Linked DNA regions of Mus musculus: regions 1, 3, 4 and 5 are each linked to region 2. Evidence: chromatin contacts called from public HiCAR-type, HiChIP or PLAC-seq and promoter capture Hi-C data. All regions are on one chromosome and are shown on one strand. Each heading gives the region's core, a stretch centred on a gene start, on an enhancer-like site or on the middle of the called end of the contact. The rest is flanking DNA. Distances are from core to core; before and after follow the strand shown. Region 1 overlaps Ica1 (islet cell autoantigen 1). Region 2 holds the start of Mios (meiosis regulator for oocyte development). Region 3 has its middle 9.5 kb from the start of Gm46950. Region 4 overlaps Glcci1 (glucocorticoid induced transcript 1). Region 5 has its middle 8.8 kb from the start of Gm46950.

Evidence for each region. Promoter capture Hi-C pulls out the DNA fragments that hold promoters and counts their contacts. HiCAR-type assays count read pairs that join an accessible place to other places. HiChIP or PLAC-seq counts read pairs in DNA pulled down with a chosen protein or histone mark.
Region 1: a contact with region 2 is called in a promoter capture Hi-C map of pre-B cells, with 3 times the contacts expected there. The contact joins the enhancer-like site here to the promoter of Mios in region 2. A contact is called at or near these places in 3 of 39 promoter capture datasets (the C10 cell line, hippocampal neurons and pre-B cells), 2 of 115 datasets of contacts at active chromatin or transcription factors (bone marrow-derived macrophages and pro-B cells) and 1 of 9 other capture datasets (pancreatic islet).
Region 3: a contact with region 2 is called in an H3K4me3 HiChIP or PLAC-seq map of bone marrow-derived macrophages, with 7 times the contacts expected there. The contact joins the enhancer-like site here to the promoter of Mios in region 2. A contact is called at or near these places in 20 of 39 promoter capture datasets (the 3T3-L1 cell line, 3T3-L1-derived adipocytes, the C10 cell line and 14 more), 1 of 15 datasets of contacts at CTCF or cohesin (large pre-B cells), 31 of 484 Hi-C or Micro-C datasets (the 3T3-L1 cell line, the AML12 cell line, the C10 cell line and 22 more), 16 of 115 datasets of contacts at active chromatin or transcription factors (PVALB interneurons, astrocytes, bone marrow-derived macrophages and 12 more) and 3 of 9 other capture datasets (adipose tissue, embryonic stem cells and liver).
Region 4: a contact with region 2 is called in a promoter capture Hi-C map of pre-B cells, with 2.2 times the contacts expected there. The contact joins the enhancer-like site here to the promoter of Mios in region 2. A contact is called at or near these places in 2 of 39 promoter capture datasets (the C10 cell line and pre-B cells), 2 of 115 datasets of contacts at active chromatin or transcription factors (bone marrow-derived macrophages and stem cell-derived neural progenitor cells) and 2 of 9 other capture datasets (liver and macrophages).
Region 5: a contact with region 2 is called in a HiCAR-type map of fibro-adipogenic progenitors, with 5 times the contacts expected there. The contact joins the enhancer-like site here to the promoter of Mios in region 2. A contact is called at or near these places in 4 of 39 promoter capture datasets (cranial neural crest, embryonic stem cells, frontonasal cranial neural crest and 1 more), 5 of 115 datasets of contacts at active chromatin or transcription factors (embryonic stem cells, fibro-adipogenic progenitors, forebrain and 1 more) and 1 of 9 other capture datasets (adipose tissue).

What each region holds. Positions count from the first base shown.
Region 1 is chr6:8,627,276-8,630,785 of GRCm38.p6, reverse strand. Ica1 (islet cell autoantigen 1) reads left to right here. Exons shown (of 14, transcript NM_010492.3): 14 at 1-259. The coding sequence ends at 110. Among named protein-coding and RNA genes, the nearest start is that of Gm35621, 5.7 kb to the right of the region's middle. Within about 2 kb of position 1,290, at least 9 of the 459 cell types and tissues checked have an H3K27ac peak or open chromatin away from gene starts, as enhancers often do. A contact at or near this core is called in pre-B cells, where this site is marked.
Region 2 is chr6:8,207,874-8,211,067 of GRCm38.p6, reverse strand. Mios (meiosis regulator for oocyte development) reads right to left here and starts at 1,841. Exons shown (of 12, transcript NM_145374.2): 1 at 1,657-1,841.
Region 3 is chr6:7,732,223-7,735,288 of GRCm38.p6, reverse strand. No RefSeq gene overlaps it. Among named protein-coding and RNA genes, the nearest start is that of Gm46950, 9.5 kb to the right of the region's middle. Within about 2 kb of position 1,743, at least 26 of the 459 cell types and tissues checked have an H3K27ac peak or open chromatin away from gene starts, as enhancers often do. A contact at or near this core is called in the G1E-ER4 cell line, Sertoli cells, adipose tissue and 3 more, where this site is marked.
Region 4 is chr6:8,529,999-8,533,466 of GRCm38.p6, reverse strand. All of the region lies in intron 1 of Glcci1 (glucocorticoid induced transcript 1), which reads right to left. Among named protein-coding and RNA genes, the nearest start is that of Glcci1, 22 kb to the right of the region's middle. Within about 2 kb of position 2,161, at least 25 of the 459 cell types and tissues checked have an H3K27ac peak or open chromatin away from gene starts, as enhancers often do. A contact at or near this core is called in pre-B cells, where this site is marked.
Region 5 is chr6:7,713,724-7,717,153 of GRCm38.p6, reverse strand. No RefSeq gene overlaps it. Among named protein-coding and RNA genes, the nearest start is that of Gm46950, 8.8 kb to the left of the region's middle. Within about 2 kb of position 1,358, at least 11 of the 459 cell types and tissues checked have an H3K27ac peak or open chromatin away from gene starts, as enhancers often do. A contact at or near this core is called in adipose tissue and fibro-adipogenic progenitors, where this site is marked.

The sequences.
Region 1 (3,510 bases), core at 41-2,540, 420 kb before region 2:
CTGCCTCGGACCTGACTGCCTGGTTCAGCCTCTTTGCTGACCTCGACCCCTTATCAAACCCTGATGCTGTTGGGAAAACTGATAAAGAACACGAATTGCTCAATGCATGAGTCTGCAACCTTCAACAGGGAGCCCTCGGGCCACTCCGCGGCACCTCATCCAGGGCTTGCAGAAGTCTAATATGCTCAGTGTGCTGTTTTAATATTTACATGCCATTTTAATAAAATGAGAGGGTCAAGGCCCTGTTTCTATCGCTATAGTTATTCACTCCTGTTTGGTTTGTATGTAGTCCGTGTGCATTGAACAGTAGAGGAGTACACAGGGGCCGCTGGCAGGCCACTGCTTACTCTTGCTGACACCCAAAATCCAAGGCTAAATCACACACCTGCATGTGGACTTACACACGTCCTCAGGGGCACCAGGAGGCTCAAAGTGCTTTCTCACGTCCCCATCCCTCTCAGAAGAGGTGTCAGGAAGAGCCCTTCTGCCATGCCACTGTCCACTGAGCTCTGGATGAAGATCCAGACAACCGAAGACACTGTCCCCTGCCACACTTGACTGCGGCCACGTGCCACACTGGCAGAGGAGTGGGGCTGCTTTCTGCTGCATGGACCTTTCTATTGAAGGCAGCCATCCTTGCACATCCTAGTGTCTCCTTTTATCTTTTCCGTAGCTGAATTCAAAAGCATAAACTCCAGGAGCCTCATGGAACCTTTTTTTTTTTAAACAGAAAATTTTAAACATTAAGACAACATTTGCTATACAAACTCAAGTCGTGGATTCTGTGTGGAGACCCAGCTGTGCTAAGAAAAGCATCATTGAAGGTGCAATAGAGGGGCAGGGGGCCCCATGGGCAGTTCTGCAGCTATTGGTCAGAACTGTACATCCCCAAATAAGGCAGCCAGCTACAAGGGCTGCCTGGGACTTTTGTAGGACCAAGAAATAGTGGTAATTACAGATTCACATGTAGCCACATCAACAACTTAGATACCCTGTCAGACTCCCAGACCCCAGAGTTTCTCTATGTCACAGGTAACCTGCTAAGTTAGGGCCCTCTCACATGCCCTCATGTAGACCTAAGCAATGCACAGAAGGCCCTGTGTAAGTTAGTGGTCCAGAAAAAAAGGTTCTCTGTGCTTAGGCCTCTTGAGGGCTCCTGTTGCCTATCTCAGAGAAGGCTCCCTGGGCTTCCTTCAGAAACTCACCCTCAGAAAGGACCTGCCTGCAGTTCTAAAACCACTCTGAGGGCTGGAGACACGGGCCGTTACAGATGTCTTCTTGGTAAAGGAAATGTCTGGGAGCCAGCTGAGGGCCTGGCTTGGGTAGCTTTCCCTGGCTTTGCTGTCTTGTGCTATCAGAGGTCTTGTTGCCAGAATCGTCTCTGGCAGATTTCTCAGCTCCACGTTAATACACTTTGAGGTTGTCACGATACAGAATCAGAACCCAACCTCACACTCCTCTAAACACAGGCATGCTTGCCACCCCTTTAATGTACCGTCCCAGGGGCCTGTGTGCTATGTGAGACTCCATGACAGCCTTCTTCAGTCCTCAAGAGCTTCCTCACAGTCCACCTCCACCATGAGAATGTGGAGCCTCTACCTGCACCTTCAGTTCTCCAAGGATGAAGCTCTACTGTCTCCTGAGAGTTTGGCTCCTGCCCTACCGCTCTCCTCCAGCCATGCCAGGATGGTGCTTCCTAGCCTTGACAGATACGTGCTTTAGACACATGCCTCTACCATTAGACAGTGCCACTTGCGTGGATTAATGATCGCCAGGTCAAGTTGCCCAGCATGGAATGAGGAGTAAGGGTTCTAGTTTCATCCCAGGTCACATTTGTTTGTAGCCATGGAAACCCCAGAAGTCACAGTGAGGAGCTGAATCTGGAAGGCCTGTCTGGCTCCGTCTAGGCGATGGGAAGGCATGGAGGTTGAGGGAGGTAGAGTTTGGAATAGGATAAGCAGTAGGAGGCTGCCTTTTAAAACTGATCAGTGAGTGGGGGGTAGTGGATCACAGTGGTTGAATAAGCTTTGCAACCGGAAAAGGAAAGGGTTGCTCATGGAGGCATTTTCTCCCCAAATTGTCTTTATATTTCTCATGAAAAGGAAAGAAAAGAAGAAGACTCAGTCTCCTTTCCCATCTGCAATCCACTGGGGCAGCCTCTTGATCCCTGTTGAGAGGCACGTTTTGACCCTGCTCACACAAAGCCCCTTGACCACCTCTCCTAAGTAAGGGGAAGCAGCTGCCACCTGGCTCTCTTGTAAGAGCCCCGTACACCCGCCTGGCCAAGAGGCTTCCTCTGGGACCCACCTTGGGGTCTCCCCAACTGCCCACACAAGTGTGATCTCTGCCATGAAGGAGACAATATGTCTTTACCCTCTTTGCCAAACAAGTCTCGCTTCATCTCCAACTCCCTTCGGGCAGCCTGAGCCACCGTTACAATGGAGCTTGAGCTACAGGTAGACCCAGGCTCTCCTTGGCTTTCTGGCTATTTCTGATGGCTTCAGCATGACCCCCGGTTCCCCTCCCTTTTCCTCAGCTAACAGATAAAGAACGCACACACTGTAAGGAGGGACGAGGCATGATTCTGTTTGTGCCTGCCTTCTTTCCCCAACTGGCACTGGCTCTCGGTTCACTTTACAGATTCATTCCCCTCGAAATGTAATTTTAGAAATGTCAAGTTGATTTTGAGTTCTGGGTGAGTGAAAAAACCAATCCATCAGCCTCAGAATTAGAAAGTACTGATTTAGAAAGAGCCAGCATGTTTGATTTTTTTGGTTTGGTTTGGTTTGGTTTGGTTTGGTTTGGTTTGGTTTTGGTTTGGTTTGGTTTGGTTTGTTTTTTTGGTTGTTGTTGTTGTTGTTATTGGAAGTTTTTGCCCAAGAAAATGTATTCTGCTTGAAGCCAGCACCTCTGGGTATGAAGGAGCAAATCCGTTGTGCATTCGCCAATTTTTATAGCTGGTGTGGGGCCAAGGGCTGAGGGCCCTGAAGCCACTTTGGGAGGCTGCCCACCTACTAGATGCCACTTCCCAGACCCCTCCTGCCTATTGTCCCACCGGGCAACTTCTGGAGACAACACCGACTTCCCCCTTTTAGGAGGTGCTGCAGGAAGACTCCACCCCAGAACCAGTATCTGGCGAGGGCTCATGGACAAATACTAATTGATTTTTCCAATATATCAGTGCTGCGCCTGGCTTTGTGATCAACTAGTGTCCGCCACAAAAGCCAGTTAATCCTCTGCTTCCTGCTCTAATTAGAGGCAGCTTTCAAGCCCTGGGACTGGGATTCTCAGTGCAGTGATGTAAGTAGGTCTCTTCAGATTTGTTGGAACACAGATGCCAACTTGGAGGCAAATCCATACGATTGACCATGGCTGCCAAGAAACCTGCATTGGGAAGGCTTCTAATAAATGATAAATGTTTATGGTAGATGTGGGGCAGGCAACACTGCCTCAGACCTTGCCTTTCATGAAGCTTGTAAAGTTAACTTTCTTATCGAAGGAAACCAGTAT
Region 2 (3,194 bases), core at 592-3,091:
AGGTTGGCATGTGGCCCACCTTGATTATATTAAGTAGAGGAAGATCAACCTATTGTGGGTGGTACAATTCCAGTAGGCAAGGGGATCCTGAGTTGTCTGAGAGTGGAGAAAGCTGGCTGAACAGGAAGCATGTACATACAGCTTTACTGATTCCAGCTCCTAACTGCAGAAGTAATGTGACTAAACAGAAGAACAGATGATTTGGTTTTGTGCCTATCTGTCAACTTCCATCTTCGACCAGTGCTAAAGAAAGGAGCAGGGCCCAGTGCAAAATGAAAATGTCAAGGAGTGACATAGCAGCTTCTAACTGCTAGTCATTCTAAATGCTCGGCTGGCGCTCCTGCATAGAGTTGCACATTACAAAGATGGCCCTAGAAAACCAGTATGTCTATAACCATCCTGTTAAGAAATCTAACACTCTATACAAATGGGTCCTTGCTTATTAACATACATAATATAAATACGGAGGACAGCAAAAAACAAAACAAGCAAACAACAACAAAAACCAGTAAGGGCTCAGAAAGTCTTTCATGCACTTATTAGTTTAGACGATTACAAGTCCCTTATGACTTGGGTAACATCTAAGTAATTTCCACCACACAAAGTTCTAACACCAACTCATCACAGTTGAGTTCTCTGCTTCATACAGATGTTGTTGTCCCTATTTAGTTCTTTCAACCAGTCCTGGAAGTGAATGCTTTCAGATGCTGGAGACAACTGCCAAATCCATGGAGGGGCTAAGAGATGGCAATAATTTAGGTCCTCACCTTCAAATTTAGTCAGTGTTCATTTCCCTTCAATGGTTCCCCACAAGTCACCACCAGAACATGGGTAACACTATCCAAAAGAAATTTAGTGAACCACCACTTATAATTCTCTAGCGGGCACATTTCAGAAGTAGCAAACGAAATTTAGAATATCTTTTAATTTAACCTATCAAATAAGAAATAATTTAAAATATACAACACTGTAAAAAATACGAAAGTTTTTATATTTTTATTAAATCTTGGGAATCCAGTCTATACACTTACAAAGCATCTTAACCCCACGTGGCAACTGGGCACACATTCAAAACACTGTCATAACGCAAAACATACAATTATATGGTCTGTCGTCTTTCTTTCCGCGCTAAGTAAACGATAGCAGTTTCAGGAAATTTGGAGTACTACCATCTCCACAAGACATTGCGCATCTATATTTTCGTTAAACTATAGTTATTCAAAAAAGCCAACAAGAGCAGTCGTTTGCTGAGCCATTCCTCTCAAGGAATTTGCATTATTCGTGTCGGTAGGGAACAGAGCTCACGGGGGTGACAGGCCCTTTAACAAGGATTTGATTGGGTACAACTGGAACTCATCGTGTTGTTATTCCGGGTAAACCAGGAATCTGATCGTGACTCCCACGGTCCAGACACCTGGCTGAGCCGCTGGGCGGCGGGGGACGCGGCTCCGCACTCCCGGCGCGGCCGCACGGAGGACGGTCGCCACGCGGCCGCGGGACGCCCCAAGGCTCCACACGAGGCCCGCCAGCAGCCCGGTGCCGTGACCATCGCACTGATCGAGCGGAACGCCACCCGCCGGCGAGGCTCTGAGGAAGCGGCCGCGGCTGCCACCCCGGGCCTCACGCAGACACCCGCTCCGGGCCGCACTCACTGACCTGAGGAGGTGGCCTGTCGCCACACAGACGTTTCCGGCCTGTACGCCGCCCCTCCCGCCGCGGGAGACGGGCGCGGGCAAGATGGCCGCCGAAGCACGGGCGGTGACCCGGGCCACCCGCTGGGCCCCCGACCAAACCACCCTGCCGCCTCCGAAGCAGACCTCCTCGCCGCGAGCCCCGCCTTCCCCTCGCCCGGCACCGCCCCGGGGCGGGGCCGCCGCGCGGAGACCCCGCCTTCCTCCCGAGCGCTCCGCGCTTGAGTTGAGCCCCTTCCGTCGCCCTCTTGTGGGCAGGGCCACAACCTAGAGTCCCCGCCTCCCTCTCGAGCGCTCCGCCCAGTGTGGGCCCTGCCCCGGGACCCCTCTCCAGCAAGCCAGCCATTCTTTAACCCTGCTCTCATGGAATTTGATTATTTCTCTGAAGCCAGCTACCATGGTCGTGGTGGTACACACATTTTAGCATATGTGAGACATTTTAATTTCCACTGAACAGAGAGGATGGGCGATTTCGTAAAAACTTAAGGATTTGGGGCTCATAATTCGATTTCAGTTATTCCAAAAAGAGGTCATGAATGCCTTGTTGAGTCACACCGTGTTGGGATATAGGAATGAGAAAAAAAAAAAAAAAAAAAAAAAAGACCCTTGTAGGAAACAGGACAAAAGAGTGATGGCTTTTTTAAGCTACCTGGGAGAGCACCTCCCTCAGGTTGGGTGGGGCATCAGAAGAACTTCCTTGAGGATCACTAGACTAAGAAAGACAAACATGGATTGGTCACAGAAAAGTTAAAGACGGAAACAACTGGAAGAGAAAGGCCTTCTAGAACTGAATACTGTGTCAGGAAACAGGATACAGCAATGGGAAAGCAAGTCTCTCATTTACCTGTGAGTTTGCTTATGAAGTCTCAGTAACCACTGACCAGTCAAAGCCTGAAAATATTAGGTGAACGATTCGAATTAAAGAACACCTAAATTTGAATTTTAGAATGTTATGAAATCTTTCTGAGTCCTGTTCAGTCCGATCCTGAACATCATTCAACTACCCATAGTCACAGTGTACCCAAGCTGCAATCTGGGCCATCAGATCTGTCTGTCAGTGCTCACCTTCAAGTGACCCTTACCAAGTAGCAGCATACTACAATACATCACAATACATCAATCACTCCATTTTGTCTTAACATGTAGGTATTGACAAATCATGCTTATAAGCATGAGAGAGAGAGAGAGAGAGAGAGAGAGAGAGAGAGAGAGAGAGAGAGAGAGATTCACATATGATTTATTATAGTGCTGTTGGCCCTCCAGATCCTCTAGCTCTGCCTGTGCAGGTTCAACCACCACAGATCAAAATGTTTTTAAAATTGGGTATGGTAGTGTTCGTCTATAATATCAACACTCCCGAGGTTGAAGCAGAAGGATCAAAGAATTAAAAGATAGACTCAACAATATACTGAGTTTGAGCTAGGCTAGCTACATGAAAATAACTTTCTCTTATGTCTGTCTGTCTTTCCATACATATGTGTGTGTGTATATATATATATATAT
Region 3 (3,066 bases), core at 494-2,993, 480 kb after region 2:
AGAGAAGAATAAACACTGTCTGTTAACCCAGGCTGAAGAAAAACTATATAGCTGGGTGTAGTGGTATACACCTTGGATCCCGGTACTTGGGAGGTAGAGGCAGGAGGATCTCAGTTAGAGGGCAGAAAAGGAAGAGGAGGAGGAGGAAGAAGAAGAGGAGGAAACAGATATGATATGAGCAAACAGCTGGAAGGGCACCCACCCCAGGCCTTTGTGCTCATTTAAATCAGTAAGAAACACAGAAACAATAGAATCTTAATTGAGCAGGAAGGCAAATGTTAGCATAGTGTGGATGATTTGGCTTATTTGTTCAAAGGAAGCAGGAAAGACGCAAACACAGTGAGGTGCACTGGTATTTTTCACAAGTATTCTTTTTTTGTTTTTGTTTTTTCGAGACGGGGTTTCTCTGTGTAGCCTTGGCTGTCTTGGAACTCACTCTATAGATCAGGCTGGCCTGGAACTCAGAAATCTGTCTGCCTCTGCTTCCCAAGTGCTGGGATTAAAGGAAGGTAACTGGGCAAGCCAAGTAAACGAGGTATCGAGCAGGATTTTTCCATGGTGTCTCCTTTAAGTTTCTTCCCCGGCTTCCCTCAAAGATGAACTGTAACCTGTGAGCCAAATAGCCACCCCCACAAGCTATTTTGGTATTTTACCATGGCAACAGAGAAACAAACTAGAATACCTGTCATTCTCACACAAAATGGGCACAGCTGTGTTCCAATAAACTTTTATTTGTAGATCCTAAAATTTGACTTTCATACAATTCTCTTGCTACTTTCAACCCTTAAAATGTAAATTCTTAATTTCTGGGTAATTTGTGATTTGACTTATGGACCATCTCTTGCTTAGCTGTGCTCTGGAAATGAAGTAGAAGCCAACTGTAACTTATAACCTTTGGTCATTGTTTTGGTTAGGGCTTGAATTGCTGCAATGAAGACACCATAACCAAAAACCAAGTTGGGATGAAAAGGGCTTATTCGGCTTACACATTGTCCTTCATTGGAGGAAGTCAGGACAGGAACTTAGCCAGGCTGGAACCTGGAGGCAGGGACTGATGCAGAGGCCGTAGAGGTTCTGCTTACTGGCCTGCTACTCATGACTTGCTCAGCCTGCTCTCTAATAAAATCAAGGACCACTAGCCCAGGGATAACATCATCCACGATGGGGCCCTCCCCCACTGATCACTAATTGAGAAAATGCCTTACAGCTAGATATCATGAGGCATTTCCTCAACTGAGGCTCCTTTCTCTCTGGTGACTCTGACATGTGATGACACATAAAACCAGACAGTATAGGCATTATGTGTCTATGTCATATAGTGACTCGCTAATGCTCAAAATAGTATTCCCCACACATTTTGTGCTATTGAGACACGTTGGTGGTGGCATTTTCTTAATTTTAATGGACACCCCCACTCCAACCCCATTGCAACAGTGGCTTTATGACTGTTTTGTTAAGTCTTGTGTTTCCTATGCCATCCTTCACACATAATATTTGCTGTTTAAACTGTACAGTGTAGTAGGTTTAGCATCTTCCCAAAGGTGTTAACAACTAACTTTATGATATTGTTCATCACCTGAAGAAGAAAGTCATTTCCTATGCTTTCTGCCCAGCTTTCCGCACTCATTAGCCAGCTTTCTGTCTCTGTTACTTTGCGAACAGAGTTCATATAGATAGACTAACACAACCTGAACCTCTTCTGTCTGGCTCCTGCCTAGTATAATGTTTTCATTGTTCATGTATGCTGCAGCATGAATCTGCACTTTGTTCATTTTTGTGGCTGAGTAACACCCTTCCCTTTGTATATACCATATTTTGTTTATGGCCTTCTTAGTGTCTGGACACTGGGTACTTTACATTTTGACTACCGTTAATAGTCACAAGCGTTCATGTACAAGTTTTTGTATAGACATGTGTTTTACACTTTCCTGCGTATAAATCTAAGAATGGAATTACTGGGTCAGATGGCAACTCTGTTTAAACGTTGAGCAACTCCCCAATCAACGCCAGTCTTTGAGAGCTACTGTACCATGACTGCCACCTGGTGGGCAGTGATTTTATTGCACAGTCTCATGCAAGGCATTCTGACTTGAGGGACGTAAATTTCGATAGGAAACACTTGTCTAACGGTTTAAAAAAGTAGAATATAAGAATTTGGTTTGTGTCACATTTATAATTTGTAATTTGGGGAAAATGTACTGCCAACCAAACTAGAAGCCCAACCAGAGCCCCAGGAGAAAAATCACACCAACAATCTGCCTGAGGAAATAACACCAAATAGCCTGGCCTCAGTGGGTCCATGCACACAGCTGGCTTCCAATCGGGTAATTCCTCCAGTGAAAAGTGGGGCATTGTTAGAATGCCGTGGCACCATAACTGCTGGTGCCACAGCCACAGCTTTCATCTTTAAGGGGCTAAGATGGTTTACTCTGGGGCCATTTTGAGTGACCAAGGCTAGGAATTCAGATTTAAGCCACCCCAAACTACTTGCTTCAAAGTGGAAGCAGATTCATGAACATTTATAGATTTACAGAACAAAGTCATAAATCAAGGCGAGTTGGAAACACATGGAGGGGTACTTTAGAGAGGCGGTTACAGCAAGCTTGGAGGTCGTCCTTTCTGTACGTCTTCAGACGCTGTCGGATGACATTCTTAGCCTTGGAGTTGGTGCAAGCTAGGGGCCTACTCAGTTAATAGATTCCCAAGGTTTTCATCCGTTAGTCACAGGATGTTAGTTCTGACACAGGTGAGCAAGGAATGGCTGTTAGGAGTTGTGACTAAAGCAAGCCTAAGATAAACTAAGTAGCCGTTGGACCTGTAACATTCCCACCCCCACCCCCACCCCACCCCCACCCCCACCCCCACAGGACTGACATTAGTCAGTCAGTCTCTGCAGACCGCTTCTTTCCAGGAGTTCTCCCTCAAAGCAGCAAGAGAAGATGACAGAAAGTACTGTAGGTTTCCAAAGATAGCGTGTGGAGAGGTTAGATAATGGAAACCATAGAAAACAAAGCTTTACATTATGTCAACAGTGATAGGACAGACACCCAGACTCACACTGCCACT
Region 4 (3,468 bases), core at 912-3,411, 320 kb before region 2:
CCTGTTAATCTTAACATTCAGATGTTGAGGCAGCAGGATCCTAAAGTCAACACTATCCTGGGATGCATAGCAAAACCCAGTCTAGAAAAGTTTGGTAGAAGAAATCTAAATTTTTCAAATAAATTTTTTGTGGTACCAGATCACTCAAATTCTGCATAAGTTCAAAAGCCAATGGCTAGAAAACTGGGACTGAATCTTTATGATCTAGGTGCTCAAACACACATACACACACACTTACTCCACTTAAGGGCACCAAAAGTTTGACTGTGGTACATTTACACAATGGAGTACTAGTCAGCTATTAAAAAGAATGAATTTATGAAATTCCTAGGCAAATGGATGGACCTGGAGGGCATCATCCTGAGTGAGGTAACCCAATCACAAAAGAACTCACACAATATGTACTCACTGATAAGTGGATATTAGCCCAGAAACTTAGAATACCCAAGATATAAGATACAATCTGCTAAACGCATGAAACTCAAGAAGGACGAAGACCAAAGTGTGGACACTTTGCCCCTTCTTAGAATTGGGAAAAAAACACCCATGGAAGGAGTTAGAGAGACAAAGTTTGGAGCTGTGACGAAAGGATGGACCATCTAGAGACTGCCATATCCAGGGATCCATCCCATAATCAGCTTCCAAACGCTGACTCCATTGCATACACTAGCAAGATTTGGCTGAAAGGACCCAGATATAGCTGTCTCTTGTGAGACTATGCCGGGGCCTAGCAAACACAGAAGTGGATGCTCAGTCAGCTATTGGATGGATCACAGGGCCCCCAATGGAGGAGCTAGAGAAAGTAACCAAGGAGCTAAAGGGATTTGCAACCCTACAGGTGGAACAACAATATGAACTACCCAGTACTCCCCAGAGCTGGTGTCTCTAGCTGCATATGAATCAGAAGATGGCCTAGTCGGCCATCAGTGGAAAGAGAGGCCCACTGGTTGTGCAAACTTTATCTGCCTCAGTACAGGGGAACACCAGGGCCAAGAAGTGGGAGTGGGTGGGGGAGCGTGTGGGGAACTTTTGGGGTAGCATTGGAAATGTAAATGAAATAAATACCTAAAAAAAAAAAAGTATCCTTCTACAGAAAGAGCAATCAGTTCTCTGAAATTTGCAAAGACAAGCTAAGCTTCTAGAGCTAACTAATTGCAATAACCAGTCAGATCTTCAAAAAGTCACTTTCCAAATTAAGCACTGGCTATACAGCAAAATTTCAATTTTAAATAAAGGCTCACACGAATGCTTATGAAGACTAAAAAAATAAAAGCTGAATGAAGATTTGGTTAACATTAGAACGTTTTAAAAGCATATAGAAACACATTATTTATTCATATCAAGTTTAATTAGTTTATACTACACAAGGGATAATGGTCCTCCCAGAAGCTTTATTGTACCAAATTCAAACCCTAGTGCCAGGCAGCGGAACATCATGTTGTTGGTCACAGTTAAACTAGAGACAGCCCAACAAAATAAATAACATGTATGTATGTATGTATGTATGTATGTATGTGTGTGTGTATGTATGTATGTGTGATGTATGTATGTTACAGACAGATGATAGACAGACACACAGACACAGGCTGTTGCTCCTTCTCTTGGCTGAGCAGCAGAATTTGATGCTAAGAACTACTGTTGAAGACCCCACATATTTTGTTCACAGCACACGGAGAAATCAAGTAGGTACTGACCAAGAGGCTTCTTTGCTGCCAGCTTTCACAGCACCAGAGGGAGCTAATAGAGGTTGCTGAGAGGAAGTTAGCAACAGCTTTACCCAACTGACAACTTTGTGAACCACAATGACCAGTGTGACAAGATATCCCCATGGGTGCAACAGTAGCATGAAATGTTACAATGGTAAACAACTGCTTTCTCATTGGATTTAACACCCACTCCACAAAGGAAAAGCATTTCTTGCACTGCTAACCCAGCTGAAAACCCATGGTGAATATGCTCTTGGGCCCCAGGGAGTGAGTCTATTATTACTATTTTTGTTAAAAGAATACAATCTCACACTGTCCTGTAAGTTCATAACTATCTATGTACAGATTAATGCAGCTATCAATCCTCATTTTAAGTTTCTTTGCACAGTGGGTGGTGGCTAATGCAGGAACTGATAAATGTGCGTAGAACAAGTGTGCATGTGCTCTATCATAAATAGAACATCTTTATCACCCACCCCACCCCCCCAGGCTTCATGGCCAAGGCAGATTTTAAGAGCCAGAGGTTAGGGAGAAGCAGAGTGAAACAGTGTCTACTAGACAGAACAAGATAATTGCACTCGGGAACTCACATTAACTGTGGCTGCCTGCACAAGAGTAAACAAGTCAGTGTAGAAGACGGAGGTTCCCCCTATTCCTGAGGACCTACTGACAGGTGATGGCTTCTTTGGCAAGGAAAAATACAGCTTCTTTAAAGAAATGATCCCTACTGGGTCAACCATACTCTAGTGGCTGATCCTATAGCCATTGAGAATAGTAACAGCACAAATTGGACTCAGTAGGTTATTTAAAACAAAAAAAAAAGGGAAGTGAGGGTGGATCTGGGAGGAGTTATGGGAATGGAGTGGGAGGAAGAGAAAAAGGTGGGTAAAGATTTAAGCATTTAAGGCAAAAGACACCGTCAATAAGACAAAAAGACCACCAACAGATTGGGAAAGGATCTTTACCTATCCTAAATCAGATAGGGGACTAATATCCAACATATATAAAGAACTCAAGAAGGTGGACTCCAGAAAATCAAATAACCCCATTAAAAAATGGGGCTCAGAACTGAACAAAGAATTCTCACCTGAGGAATACCGAATGGCAGAGAAGCACCTGAAAAAATGTTCAACATCCTTAATCATCAGGGAAATGCAAATCAAAACAACCCTGAGATTCCACCTCACACCAGTCAGAATGGCTAAGATCAAAAACTCAGGTGACAGCAGATGCTGGCGAGGATGTGGAGAAAGAGGAACACTCCTCCATTGTTGGTGGGATTGCAGGCTTATACAACCACTCTAGAAATCAGTCTGGCAGTTCCTCAGAAAATTGGACATAGTACTACCAGAGGATCCAGCAATACCTCTCCTGGGCATAAATCCAGAAGATGTTCCAACCAGTAAGAAGGACACATGCTCCACTATGTTCATAGCAGCCTTATTTATAATAGCCAGAAGCTGGAAAGAACCCAGATGCCCCTCAACAGAGGAATGGATACAGAAAATGTGGTACATTTACACAATGGAGTACTACTCAGCTATTAAAAACAATGAATTTATGAAATTCCTAGGCAAATGGATGGACCTGGAGGGCATCATCCTGAGTGAGGTAACACATTCACAAAGGAACTCACACAATATGTACTCACTGATAAGTGGATATTAGCCCAAAACCTAGGATACCCAAGATATAAGATACAACTTGCTAAATACATGAAACTTAAGAAGAATGAAGACTGGTGTGGACACTATGCCCCTCC
Region 5 (3,430 bases), core at 109-2,608, 490 kb after region 2:
GGCTTCAAATTGGCAGTTAAGGAGACTAGGCCTAAATCTCTGTTCCAAGAACTGGACAATTACAGGCAAGTTCAGGCCTCAGAAGCTGCCCTGCCACCTGGCCTGAGGCAAGAACAGTGGGTCAGCAACGGTTTCCAGTGCCCACACCATGGTAATGGAATGTCCATAGAGATGAACCCAACAGATTAACATAGAGGTCACCTACCCTGGGATTTCCTAATGTGCTTTAAATCAGGCCTGCAAGCTCACTTGGTTGTCTCTCTATTCTGGTAATGGGAGGCCCCAGTATGCTGGACTTCTGCAGAATAAACACTCTTACATGCTGCTTGAGTCCGGGGTATAATTTTTCTGTGAATCATGGACTGTAGCAGTGTTAATATGCTCTCCTCACTACTCCAAATTTTCCTATTCTGTCAGAAATTGGTTCACATGCCTCCCCAGTACCAGGTCTAAGTTGCAGAGATGAACGGTTCTTTCATAGAATCTGTTTTCTCATGTTCTGTGCTTTCCCTTTGTCCTAATCTCTAACAAAGAAATCTGTACTAATCAGCCAGCCATGTGCGGTCTCACCTCTGCTTCTGACTGAGTGCCAAGGCTTTTTGTCTCTTTATTGATTGTACTATTAGGTGTGAATGGTTTCCAGCTTCTTGTCCCAAGTCAGCTCCCTCCCACCATGTGCACCAGTGCCTTACCCTCCTGTCTTTCCACTGTGACACGCTCAGCACATTTCTCAGGGGAAGCGATTTGATTCCTTGGACTGGGAAGTCTTCCAACTTCTTTAACTGTTTCCTAGGCAATTCTGAATATTTTGACCATGTTTTTTCCCTCCCCTAACTCCTTCCATAACCTCGCCACCTCTCCACCCACTCAACTTCATCTTGTCTTTCTCAAAAGCAACCAAAAAACAAAGCAAGCAAACAAACAACAACAATGGCAATTAAAATGAAAATCAAAACAAACAAAAAAACTAGTAAAACAAACAAACAAAAAATACCAAATGAAACAGACAAACAAAAACCCTGTGTGAAGTTTATTTTATGTTGTCAACTCCTGGGCATGGGCCTACACTGGAATATGGTTGCTATCCCTGAAGATTTTCCTTGTATTGTACCCTTGGAGTCTGGGAAATTCTTAGCTTTCATGGTGGGTGTTCCTCTTTGACTCTAACCTTAGTGTAAACTATCATTCTATATATTTAACTTCCTTGCCCTCAGCCTGTGCAACCTTGATATATGACACCTTTCCTATTTAGGGCTTAGTTTCCTAGAGGGGAGTTTATTAGGCTTGTGAACAGACTGACAAACAAGTGATGTGACAATAATCACTTGTGCTATTCCTAACATCGTAGAACATTCCCAGAATTCTGAAGTCCCAGGAGTGATCTAGATAGAGTCATGGCCATCACCCATGAGGGGCTGGCTAGAGAGTTCAGAAAAATGTCAGTGGATTTGGCAGAAAAACAGGCCAATAGATTATGTAATCCCATGGCACTAGGAACCAGAAGTTAGTAAAAATCATGTGTAATTTAGTAAAATAAAAACCTGCATCTTTTGTTAAATACAGTTTATCATTTAGAAATTAGAAGGCAAAATTTTATTCTACCTTTGCATACAGGATTCTTTCTGTCCTTCCTCCCTCCGTTCCTCCGTCCTTCCATCCCTCCAGCCCTCCCTTCTTTCTTTTTTCTTTTTTCTTCTCTCTCTCTCTCTCTCTCTCTCTCTCTCTCCCCCCCCCTTTTCTTCTTTTCTTTTCTTTTTTATGGTTTTAGAGCTTTATTGTAGAAAGGCAGAGAGAAAAAGAGAAGGTAGAAAGAGGGAGGCCAGCCATGGCCACATGGAGAGATGGGGGAAGGGAGGGGGAGAAGGAGGGCTAGAGATGAGAGTAAGAAAGGTAAGAGCTTAAGAACTCTTTCTTTCTTTTCTTTCTTTCTTTCTTTCTCTCTCTCTCTCTTCCTTCCTTCCTTCCTTCCTTCCTTTCTTTCTTTCTTTCTTTCTTCCTTTCTTTCTTTTTTCTTTTTTCTTTCCTTCTTTCCTCTCTCATACAACATCCTTAAAAAAATTAAAAATTTCCCTCCATATAGGATCTGAACATTTTTAAGAGATGAAGTTGTTTGTCTTTTTGTTGTTGTTGTTAAAACATCTCTAGTTGGTTTAATTTCTAGTTTATCATTTGTAAAATTAAGAATGTAGAAAGAAGTTTTCCCTCCAGTCAGGGACATAGGTCACTGAGTAAAAGTTCTTTCTTCTGAAGCCCAAAAATTTAGTTAGACTACAGAACCCAAACAAAAAGCCATATCTATAATCTGTACACACTTGTAAAAAGTATGCATCTGTAATTTGTATGGTGAGATGGGAGGCAGAGACAAGAGAATTGCAAGGAAATTCAAAAGCTAGTTAACCTGGCATACACTGTGTCAAAAATAAGAGAGACTCTGACTCAAAAACAAGTTAGAAGGCAAGGACCAATTTCCAAAAGTTGTCCTCTGATATCTACAAGTGAGCAGTTGCTCATCTTCTGTTTGCATTTCTAATTTTGTCCGTTTTCAACTCTGCTCAATTGCTCCCTCCAGACAACTGACATTACTCCCTAAATGTGATGCATGGTGTTGAGAGCCATATAATTTACTTTCTCAATTTCACTGGTTAAGTACTGTGTTGCTCCTAGCCCTGCAGAACAAGTGTGAGTTCCCTGAACCCTGGTGCTCATTTTGTAGAGGAGAGAACTGTAGATATGTAAATGCACCATATATGTCAGACATAGATAAGAAAAAGTATAGAAAAATAAGACAAATTCAAATGACAAACATAATAGTCACTCTAGTGGTATTTAGCAAATTCCATTACAAGCAGGAAGAGCAATGCTAATTGCCTTACTGCTGCAGACCCTCTGGGCCCCTGTGCCTGCGTAGGAAAGAGTCTCTAGAGTAGATGGGCAAGATTAGGATGTAGTAACAGACAGCCAAACACACAAGAGAGGTGTTTAATCTGAATGTAATGTTCCAGTCGAGCCTCAGACTTTTATAATACAGAATAAATTGCAAATCATAACAGAATAAGGCACATTGAATTTTTCCAGGTGCAAAAGGAGCGACTTCAAAAGGAACCAGATAAATGTTTAACACTAGAGATTAGCACAGATGCAAGGGGAGTGACTACAAAGGGAATTTGTAGGGACCAAATAAATGTTTACATTAGAGATTAGCACTTTCTGCCAGGCAAGAGTTTTACACTTAGAGTTAATAGCCCCAGGGTAGTTAACTCTTGACACGCCTCAAGAATAATGTAGTGTCACTGACCTCAAAATTCTCTAGGCCTCGTTAATTCTTATCTATATCTGGAGACTATCCATTTTCAGTATAGTATACTAATTTGCTCTTGACAAAGAATGTAGTCTGTAATACGAATTTCTATCTCAGTGAGAATTTTAGACT